3 separate regions of the Rattus norvegicus genome follow, and regions 1 and 2 are each linked to region 3. A link is a contact called in public Hi-C data. All regions are on one chromosome and are shown on one strand. Each heading gives the region's core, a stretch centred on a gene start, on an enhancer-like site or on the middle of the called end of the contact. The rest is flanking DNA. Distances are from core to core; before and after follow the strand shown. Region 1 overlaps Rbms1 (RNA binding motif, single stranded interacting protein 1). Region 2 overlaps Rbms1 (RNA binding motif, single stranded interacting protein 1). Region 3 has its middle 190 kb from the start of Tank.

What was found. Hi-C and Micro-C count contacts between places; a contact is called where the count stands out from the background.
Region 1: a contact with region 3 is called in a Hi-C map of the A7r5 cell line, with 4 times the contacts expected there. The contact joins two enhancer-like sites. A contact is called at or near these places in 4 of 12 Hi-C or Micro-C datasets (the A7r5 cell line, the Rat2 cell line, Schwann cells and 1 more).
Region 2: a Hi-C map of frontal cortex shows a contact between it and region 3, with 5 times the contacts expected there. The contact joins two enhancer-like sites. A contact is called at or near these places in 8 of 12 Hi-C or Micro-C datasets (the A7r5 cell line, Schwann cells, frontal cortex and 5 more).

Annotation. Positions count from the first base shown.
Region 1 is chr3:65,726,954-65,730,338 of GRCr8, forward strand. All of the region lies in intron 1 of Rbms1 (RNA binding motif, single stranded interacting protein 1), which reads right to left. Among named protein-coding and RNA genes, the nearest start is that of Rbms1, 100 kb to the right of the region's middle. Within about 2 kb of position 1,253, at least 15 of the 93 cell types and tissues checked have an H3K27ac peak or open chromatin away from gene starts, as enhancers often do. A contact at or near this core is called in the A7r5 cell line and Schwann cells, where this site is marked.
Region 2 is chr3:65,655,218-65,658,845 of GRCr8, forward strand. The region is part of intron 2 of Rbms1 (RNA binding motif, single stranded interacting protein 1); the gene reads right to left. Among named protein-coding and RNA genes, the nearest start is that of Itgb6, 130 kb to the left of the region's middle. Within about 2 kb of position 1,859, at least 4 of the 93 cell types and tissues checked have an H3K27ac peak or open chromatin away from gene starts, as enhancers often do.
Region 3 is chr3:66,327,556-66,330,982 of GRCr8, forward strand. No RefSeq gene overlaps it. Among named protein-coding and RNA genes, the nearest start is that of Tank, 190 kb to the right of the region's middle. Within about 2 kb of position 1,251, at least 21 of the 93 cell types and tissues checked have an H3K27ac peak or open chromatin away from gene starts, as enhancers often do. A contact at or near this core is called in the A7r5 cell line and Schwann cells, where this site is marked.

The DNA.
Region 1 (3,385 bases), core at 3-2,502, 600 kb before region 3:
TGTGTTGAGAAAAGTTAAGACCTAAGAATTGTCAGAAATGTCCTCACAACAATACACCTAATGAGTTAGTTGAAAGCCACAACTATTTCCACACCTTGTCTTTCAAAGCAACTAGGGACGCTTTCAAACAGTGTGAGTGAAATTTCTTAAACTGAAGTATAAGCTTGGAGGTCAGGTGGGAAAAAAAAAAAACCAACCCATAATAATCAGTTTGTGGTTCACGGTTGGCTGCAATCTCTATGAAACAAGATTGGATGTAGGGTGTGATGGTACAGGCCTATAATTCCTGAACTGGGGGGGCTGGGAGAGAAAAATATGATCTCAAGGCCAGCCCGGACTACAAAAGGCAGACCCTGTTTTACTTAAAGAAAGGGGGAAAAAATTAACATTCGCTCTGAAAATAGTATAACAGAACAAACAGGGAGGCCTAATTATGTGAGAACTGGAGCACTTTGACTTAAGAGTAGTGACCACCCATGTCCTCTGCCTGTACGAGGAAGGCAGTGCTATTCTTTGACTTAATATACTAAGCAAGGCCACGAGGCAGGATCACGGCTTGTACCCACATTCCCAAGCTGGAGATTTAGGGGTGTTACACTTGCTACACTTTCACAATTTTGACCCTGCATGTCACCCACAGTGCAGGGCAGGCCCCATGCCTAAAAGTAGTTAGGCAACACAAAAGGGGCTCCTCTGGCTTTTGTTTGTTTTTTTATTACTGTGTGGGTTTTTTTTTTGTCCTGTTTTAGTATTTTTGTTTTATTTTCTCCTTTTTGTTTTAAATTTTAGTCTGTTGTTTTGTTTTCTAATTTTGTTTTGGGTTTTGGCTTTTTGTTTTTGTTGGTTTTTTTTTTTTTTTTTTTTTTTTTTGCTGGTTTTTGGTTGTGTGGTTTCTCTTTTTCTAAGCAAGAGAAAGAATATGAAGGTGGGTGGGGAGGATCTAGGAGGAGTTGGGGGAGGGGAAAGAATATAGTCAAAGTATGTTTTATTTTCTAAAACACTGTTCCTGAAGTGACAAAGTTTTTCTTCTTTTTTCTTTTTTCACTCCTCAGAGTTTTCTTTGCCTCTGAGGAGAACTGCCAGGCTCCTTACTCTCAACATAGCTGGCCTCCCTTGAGGTCCCTGCCTCCACAAGCACTCCTAACAATGCTCAAGTTTCATAGTTTTCACTTTACCCATGACAAACACCACACCAACCCATTCCCCAGAACCCAGCCCACTGTCTGCTGAAGATCAGTGTCTGGCTGACTCAGGCGGCCCGGCCCTCCCTGATCCCGCCCTTCCCCCACTTACTCATCCTTTCTCCATTTCTGCTTCTGTGCTCACCAGCTTCCCAAGAACTCTAAAGCCTCCTGTCAGAACTCCTTGAGACAGCAGTTCCCTCTCTGACGTTCTCCTGTCTTGTCTCAAGGAACTGAACACCTAATACCCCAGTGACCTCCTTCCCTGTCAGCATCTCTGTGTATCACAACTAACCCTAGCTGGCTCTGACATTCTCATACCCAGCTCCTGCAGGGCTAAAGCTTGCCTCTGTGGCAAAGCCTTAAGAGCAAAGCCTCCTCCACCGGCTCTCGAAAGGACCTTCAACACAGATTAAAACAATCAGGGCTGTCTGTCAGTCTTCAAAGGGAGGGACTCTTCCTTTTCCTTTTGGTGCCCGGCTTTCTGAAAGACACTCCCTCCTCACTCATCTCCTCTTTAAACCTTCTGGAATGTGCTTCCTCCTGCTCTCCCCTCCTGCCCCACTGCACACAGAGTGTTCTGTGGAGACTTCAGATCCACAGACACACACCAGGACCTCTCAACAGACAATCTCAGCTGTCCTTCACCAGCCTTTGTCTTACATGACCTCTGGGCATCCTTTACTGGAGCCAGCAAGCTCTCCTTGAAAGGGTTTCTGAGGCTCCAGCATTCTTTCAGAGTCTTGGTATTTCTGTCACCTACTGTGTGAAAGGCCCAGACTGCTCCTTCCTGGATGGTTACAACTTGTGCTCCCCCCCTTTTTTTTGACACCCCGCTCCTGGAATATGTTCCCTTACTCCCAATACTTCTCGCCCCGGGTTCCAGTTCTAAACTGTGACTGACCTGTGAACAAACTGTGATCACAAGTGGGGACAATAACAAGTACTTGGTGGGGCTAAGTTAAAATGGTCAGGGCAAACTCACTGCCCTTCCTTGGAATCTTTTCCTTGTGGTGAGGAACCGGCTAGCCCCTTCACCTTGTAACCTGAACTTCTGTCATATTCCTGTTGAACTGGGAGATGCTTTAACCTGTGGCACTTTGTTTATTGCTTTTGTCTTTTAAGAAAGGGTTTCTCCGTGTAGCCCTGGCTGTCCTAGAACCCTCTCTGTAGACCAGGCTGGCCTCAAAAGAGACCGGAGATCCGTCTTCCTCTGGGATTAAGGGCATGCATGCACCACCACACCCAGCTTCTGTGACCTTTCTGATTCCAGCCAGCCTGGTCTTCAGAGACATTGATGACCAAGACAAACGAACAACAACAACCAAAAACATTGGAGGCTTTTGAGATGGCCCAGTAGGAAAGGAGGATGCTTGCTGCCAAACCTGATTACCCAAGTTTGATCCCTGGGACCCACATGGTGGAAGGAGATCTCTGATCTACATCTCTGTATGTACGTACACACGCATGCACGCACACACACCACCACACCACACCACACCAAAATACTGAGTGCAAAACCTTTAAGTAAAAGCATTTGCAGAATTATGTTTTCCACTATGGAGAAATGACACGTGACCATGGAAATAAATCTAGGCACTCGTGTGAGGCAGCCTTCATGCCAACTGGAAGGCAGCCCTCCAGGAAGCACTGAAATGTGTATAGCCCACTGCGGTTCTCACCCGGAAGTACAAGGACCCATTAAAGGCTGGATACTTCCCTTCAAGGAACTGCTGTGAACTAACTCTACTAGACGCTTGGCATTCCTGGTGTCTGGACAGAATGTCAGCCACAGAATTTAGCAATCCTACCCCTCCTTATTATAACATCTAAAAAATGCAGAAAATCTCTGTAACAGACCAGCTGGGCTGTCCTTATCACTTAGCCCAGTGATAAGCAAGCAAGGTACAGCAGTTTTTCAACCTCCTAACCAAGACTAAAACCTGGGACCTTTGCTTGAAACCCTTCACTCTCAAGCAGTATGTTAATAGCTAGTCCAGGTCATTGCCACTACTCTATTTGACATCTCTACTTCAATTGTGGGACCTTCTAAGCCCAGACTCTGCTCTCATCTATTTTAGTAAGCATGATCTCATAGCTCTCTGCCCTGCATCCTGCTAACCTCAGTCACTTACTGGTCCCCCAGTAAAACCTGTCTTCTCCATCTTCAAAGCCTGGACTGCAACCCAGCATCTTCTTGAAAT
Region 2 (3,628 bases), core at 609-3,108, 670 kb before region 3:
TCCTCCCCCGTTTCTGCTTACGAGTAAAACCAAACATATTTTAGTTTTAATTAAACAATTATTTGCTGTCCCCATAGCTTTCTCCTTACAGAATTATAACCTCCCCCATTTCTTTGGTTTATCTTAAATCCCGAAAGCCATATACTACTGAAATTAGAACACAGATTCTTAGGTTGACAAAATTAAAATCGCCTAAAGTCCTAGGTCTGAGTGTCCGTGTACCTCCTTACAGGGTGTGAGCATTGGCTGTGCGTGTGTAAAGGAGTGCACCCTCTGTTCCCTTCCCCACTTTCCAGCCCCTCTTCCCAGTTACAGGAGAGCTTAGAAAATGGGAGCCTACACCAGCCACCACCGACAGATGGCGATCGTGGTTGACATGTTCCCTTAACACTTGGCATTTCAAAAGTTTAAATGCTGGCGGTGCTTGTACTAGATTTGGAATATGCTATGGACATTCCCGAGGCATCATTTATTGCTTACTAATCATTAAAAATAGTCGATGGGAATATTAAAAATAACGTATTTGTAGTGCTAACAGAAAAGGACACATTTGAAAAAGCCAAATATTGCTCATGAGTACAGGAGGGTGGCTTATGTTCAGATTCGAGATGATATGACTGCGTAAGTGGTAACAGACAGCAAGGTGGACAGACAGTGTCGAATGACGATAAACTAAGGAAAAATATTAGAAGCTGCTGACTTCGTTAATTCCTGGGGGTGGGGGTCAAAGGCATGTGTCATATTAATAAACTCTTACTTTTCTGCACAGTGATTGTCTTATAATTTAATCCTCACAGCAACCTTTGAATAGGTGGTTTTTGATTCAATTTTGCACACGTGAAACTCAGGAGCAGAGTGAGTCTACCCAGGGTTACACAGCTTGCAAGCAGCAAAGACAGGAAGTTTGCTTTGGAGTTGAAAGGCCACGCATGTTGACAATTACAGAAGCTTGGGTCACCGAGCGCAGACAGGTTCAAAGCAATTCCACTTTGAGTTGCGTGCTTTAGATGGAGAGAGGGCGGACTGTCGCTGCTAATGTCTCTGGGACGGATGCTGATAACAGTCAGAGAGAGAGGTCACGTGGTCTATCTTGGGATCAGATACCCAATAAAATATGTCGGTGAGGGGAAGCACAACTGGCTTTAAAGTCTGAAAGGAATCATTCATGAATCTATTTCATGGTACGTAAAATATGGGGACTATCTGTCAACCCCCTCTTGTTATTTTGGAATTGTGAGGGGAAAATTAAAAAAAGCCCTAATATACAAATACAAATGTATCTTCACCCTGCATGTCCTGTGTGCGCCATCTACAGCCATACGCTCACGCCTCTGCACAACCATAACCCCACCCCTACCTCGACAGGCACGGATTAACTCTGAGGATGGAGTTCTCCAGCTACCCTTTCTCTGACTTTATTTTGTCATGGACTCTTCAGGAAAAGGTATTTCCTCAAATTTGCTTTAATTCACAGAACCGTGTAGCTGGACAGAGGGAAGAAAGGAACGTACAAGTGATACCCATTTAACAGAAAGGTTTGTTAATGAACAAGGCCTAAGGAAACGCAGGAGTGAGTTACCCAGGCTCTTCTGAATCCCCCACTACCGTGAATAATTCAATTGGTAATATTTTCTCTATTTAATAAAAGAAATATTGAGGATTCGCAAATGAGATACAAGATAAGAAAAATTTAAAGAAGGCAACCGAGTTCAGATCTCCTAAGACTTCGTATGTTTCATGCTGACGGTTTTTACGGTTCATGCATGGTTTCAGGAAACTGGCCTAGGACATGACAATATTAAGTGCATATAAAGACAGTCAAGTTTCCGTTTCAGTTGTCTGAACTCAGATAACCGCCCCATCTGCTTGTGCTGTACGGCTGCAAAGGGTGGCGAGCACACAGCGCAGGGAACTAACTGTGCCGTACACAGCTAGACGAGAAGCCAGAGTTTCCAGGAGGAGAACGCCTGGCAAGGAATGCAACTGCAGGACCTGAAGGTCAGACACAACCGAAGCCCTGCTGCGGAAGGCCAGCCGATCACAGGAAAGACGAGAGCAGCACGAGGGAAGAGATCAAATCAAGAACGAGGCTCACCAATATTCATAGCATGCCCTCGTGTGACCTTCACCGCACACAACCTATGAAAAATGTATAAGATGCCGGATCTACTATGAAGGGGACAATCCTTTGAGGGAGGCGAGGAATTTTCAGGGTAAACCCACCTCCGTACCAAATAAAAATCTTGTGTGCAGAATCCTAAACAAAGAAGGCATAAATGCAGAGGGAGTGTCAGGCTGAACAAGGCAGCCTTTGGGGAGAGCAGACACCCAGGCAGGCTATGAAGAGAGGCTCAGCCAGCAGATGTTTCGTGCAAACCTATGTGAGAACAACAGAAATCGAGGATGGGGAAGGGCCTGGAGTCGCCCGCCTTCCAGAGAAAGGGAACGCATCTTGGCTGGAGGTTTTTCAAAACAACCACGGAATGAAACAGCAGACTCAAGATTTTTATCAAGATTCACGAAACAGTTGATGCCCAGGATTAGCAAAGACAGCCATGTCTTTTAATTTACTTTGCTGTATGCCTACAAATTAGTATGGATGACTGAGGGGAGCAGGGCTTTCCAGAGGCCAGCAGAGATTTAAGACAAATGGCTTCTCTGAAGGAGCCTTAAATGCTCAATTAAACTTCTGAGAAAAGCAGTCCCAGGTGTCTGCTGTGGAGAGCCAGCGACTTGCTCGTGAATTCAGAAGACAGGGAAAGGAGACCCTCAAGTTCAAGTTTCTGAACCGGGGAGGTCAGTGAGTTTAGCCCAGTGCGCAGGCTGGGATACGTGGCAGAACCCAGCCTCTTTTCATGTGTTCTCCCTCTCAGGGGCAGGTAGCCCAGCGGTCTTTCATGGGACAATATCACAGAGGCTCTGGTATGAAGCACCACTCCATGTTTCCTTCTCAAAAGATTTAATATATCCTTTAAATGAAAATAAAATTGGTAATTTCCTTCCGGATTTTAGAACCGATAAACTTTCTCATTAATCTCAAAAACATCCTCGTCGACTTTCCTATATGAGCCCAGGACTGTTCCTACCATATTCAGCTAGAAATAAAAACCACACGGAGACTGAACATTAAACTACCTCGCCAAAAACAGCAAAGACGCCCATTGGGTGGGTGGGGCATATGGTCTGTGAAAATGTGTAGCCTTTCTTCTAAATAAAAGCACTGCGGCACACCAATGTTCACGCACATCATAACAGCATTTCACAGACGACTTTGTAGCTCTTCAGGGTACAGTCATAGATGCTTGGACCCAAATCAGTGTTCCCCAGTATTTCTATGTTAGAGGAAGATAATGCATGCTGGAGACAGAATCAAGGGGTTTAAGTGTATGTCACTGAATTGATCTCAAAGTCTCATTCACTGATAAATATTCAAGTCCTAAAGCAAGGACAACTTGGCTACAGAAGGTAGTTGGGGCTTTTGTTACTGTTTTGCTTTGCTTTGGTTTTGTTTTTTCCTGTGTTCTGTCTGTCCTGGAACTTGCTCTGTAGACCAGTGTGGCCTTGAACTCGGTTATCTGCTTACCTCTGCCTCCTGAGTACTGAATTAAAGGCATGTGCTACCACTGCC
Region 3 (3,427 bases), core at 1-2,500:
TAGAAGAGCGGAAAGGCGGCGGGCCATGTGCACGTGGAGGGGGTAATGGGGGCAAGAACAGAGAAGAACAAAGAGCAAGAGGGGTGGGAGAGGGTAAGAGAGAGTAAGAGGGGGTAAGAGGAGGAGAGGGAGCAAGCAGCCCCTTTTATAGCATCAGGCACAACTGGCTGTTGCCAGGCAACTGTGGGGTGGAGCATACCTGGCTGCTGCCAGGTAGCTGTGGGGGTGGAGCTTAAATAGAATACCAACATATGCTCCATTGATAAAGGCTTAATATTTTGTTATTTATCCACTGAACCAAAATACAAGGTGACGAATGTTTCAGGAGTTCAAAGCTTAATCTAAAAAATAAAATAAAATAAAATAAAATAAAAAGCTTTAAAGTCTCATGACTCTGTCAGACACTTCTTGCGAGCATTGTTCCTTAGTTTCCTCCTATAAAGGCAAAAAACACCAGTAAATGGTGTTGTGTCTGCCTTGGGCAGCGGTGGGGAAGATTAAATTAGATACTGCTGAACCATTTGCCATGGTGGGGGTGGGGGAAGTTGGCTCTCAGTACATAACCACTACTGATTTATTTGTGACAGAATGTCATATCAGAGACCTCATATACTTGTTTTCAATAAACCTTTTCTGGCTAGTTAAATAACCTTATTTTAAGAGTCCCCAAAGTTAGACATATACATGCCTCTTACCTCTCTAAGCCGACACCTCACAATGACAGGGACAAGAGCCTGCCTTTGGTTTATATGGCCCGAGGCCTGTATACTTTCCAAACCAACTCTTCCAGCCCCTGCTAATGAAATGTAAAGAATGCGACACCAGGCGTCCTGAGTTAGGAGAGGGAGGGGGCTGCCAGAGATGTGGTCCCAGTGGGCTCTCAAAATCTCTAGTATTCAGTTTATCTTGGGTAGAGCCTTTGTTCGAATTAAAAACAACAACAAGAAGCAGGCTTGTGCAAACCAGCTTCTCTGTAAACTCTAGTCCCTTCCTTGGCTTCCCGCGATACGGGAATAATCGTTCAACTGGTCCCATTTCTATTCCGACTGGAAACAGGAAACGAATGGGGTACAGTCTTAAACAAAAACAAAGAGACTGAAAGACAAACCAGATTGTCCCTGGGTTCAGAAGAGGTTTGCGCTAAGTGTTAGAAGGTTCAAATCTGGAAGATCCTCCCCCACTTTCTGCCATTCCAGAAATTCCTTTGGGGGGGGTGAGGCGGGGGCGGGGAGCGAAGAGCAGTTCTAAACTGCACAGCACTGCCATCTTCAGGGCCAAGGCGGAAAATATTTTCCGGGTCAGATAAATCATCGTCCCTGAACGCTTCATTTAAATATAATCAGATGCTTAAAACTTTGACAGCATAGTCTTTAACAGATTTTTTTTTTTATCTTTTAGCGTTTCCCGTGTTTAGAAAGTCAGAAAACACATATTTTTTTTGGTCTGTGTATGTGATATATGAACATTAAAAAAATACGTATTTGCCAATTGAAAGTTATTTTCAACCGGAAAGCTTAAATAGCTTACACAGCTCTGCCAGGTGATGGAGCATCACAGACGCAAACATATTGTTCTGAAAAAATTTTTTTCTTCCATAAAAAGAAGAAAGGATGAGCGTAATGGTTCCACGGTGCCGTTTGAACAGATGGTGTGATTAACAACTAGTGTGTTAGCCGTCTCAGGAGCTCGCCGAGAGTAAACAAATGCAACGGGAAAATCACTTTCCTCCCCAAAGAGTTTTTAGTTCATTTTATTACGAAAATTTGGAGGTCTGCATTTTGAAAGCTGAGTATCCTTAGAGGATACTGGGAGTACGTAGGGAGGGAGGGGTTTCTGGAGGAAGACTCAAAAAAGACTATTCTCTTCCTGATGAAGAATGTGGTTGCTCTCTCAGAGGCGAGAATGAGAGGAGGGTAGTCTAGGCTGTCGCTGTCATCCGGATGGTGGAGGCGGGTGGTTGGTGGTCCTACACACATGCCATAAAGTAAGAGGGTCAGATTCTCTCCCTGGCTCTTGTCCTCGATCTCTCTCTCTCTCTCTCTCTCTCTCTCTCTCTCTCTCTCTCTCTCTCTCTCTCTCTCTCTCTCTCTCTCTCTCTCTCTCTCTCTGGACTGCGGTTTCTTTTGTTTGAAAATCTGAGGAAAAACCAGATGAGCTGAACAGTTGTGTTTCAGAAACTTTAATGTGCACCTGGGGATCTCATTAAGATGCAAATTCTAACCTGGGGTAGGGTCCAGGCTTTGAAATTCTTACCCGCTCCTAGGTAGGGCTGACGCTGCTGACCCACAGGCCCCCTGTTTACCACCTGGCCTCTAAGAGCCTTCTGGGGATGACACTCTAGCATCCCATAATAGGCTAGGCAATGCAAAGCTAGCCGATCAGAGGCGGGGTCTGCCTTCCTAAGGCTCCTGGCTCAGAACTACTTGTGGATAAAAATACGTACTAAACATACCACACATTGTACCGATCTTTTTTTAAAGACTTTTAAAAAGTACGTTTCTGTGGGAGGGTACTGCACGTGAGTGCAGTGTGCAAGGGGGACAGAAGAGAGTACTCGAGGTGGAGTTATAGGCAGTCACGAGCCGCCATAGTGGGTGCAATGAACCAAACTCAGGTCCTCTTGCAAGGACAGCACACCCTGCTGAGCCATCTCTCCATCTCTCTTGTGTGGGTTTTTAAAAGTAAATCATTTTTCGTTCTTCTTTGTTTGTTTGTTTCATCTGCTAGAGAGCTAACCTGAGAAGGACCTCAAGACACAGCCACAGCCCATACATTATCTATATTATATATTTTGGGGCTGAGATGATCAAGAAGCTGAGAGTGAACACCAACCAGCATGTGCAAGGCAGTCAAGATCAATCCCGAGACTGCAGGGGGGTTAAAAATGTTACTTTAGGAAAGGCATTGGGACCAGAATAGGAGGAAATCTTGGTGGGGAGACATCTATAAATTACATATCTGGCTCATATCCAGAAAACACGAAGGATTCTCAAACCCCAACAGTATGAAAGCAGCCTCTACCGGTGAGGCAGTGTGTGGGTAGTGGTACCTGTCACCAACCTGACTGACAGACAACCAGATGTCAATCCTCAGGATGCAAAAAGAGAACTGATTCCTGCAAATTGTTCTTAGAGGTCCTCATGCACTGTGGTATGTTCACCCACCCACCCACCCACTCACAAAACCGTAATCAATAAATGAATGTAAATTTTTAAATAAAACATTTCCACTTTAAAGTGGGCAAAGACCGAGAGCAGGTGCTGACCCAAATGGGAAATACAAATGGCACGTGAATGAGTTGGACATCAGCGGCCACTGTGAAATTCAGACTGAATCCCTCATGAAGCACCTACCGGAACGGCTACGTTTCCAAGTATTGAGAATACCAAGTGGTCTTATGAATGAGAAGAAACCAGATCCCTCACAA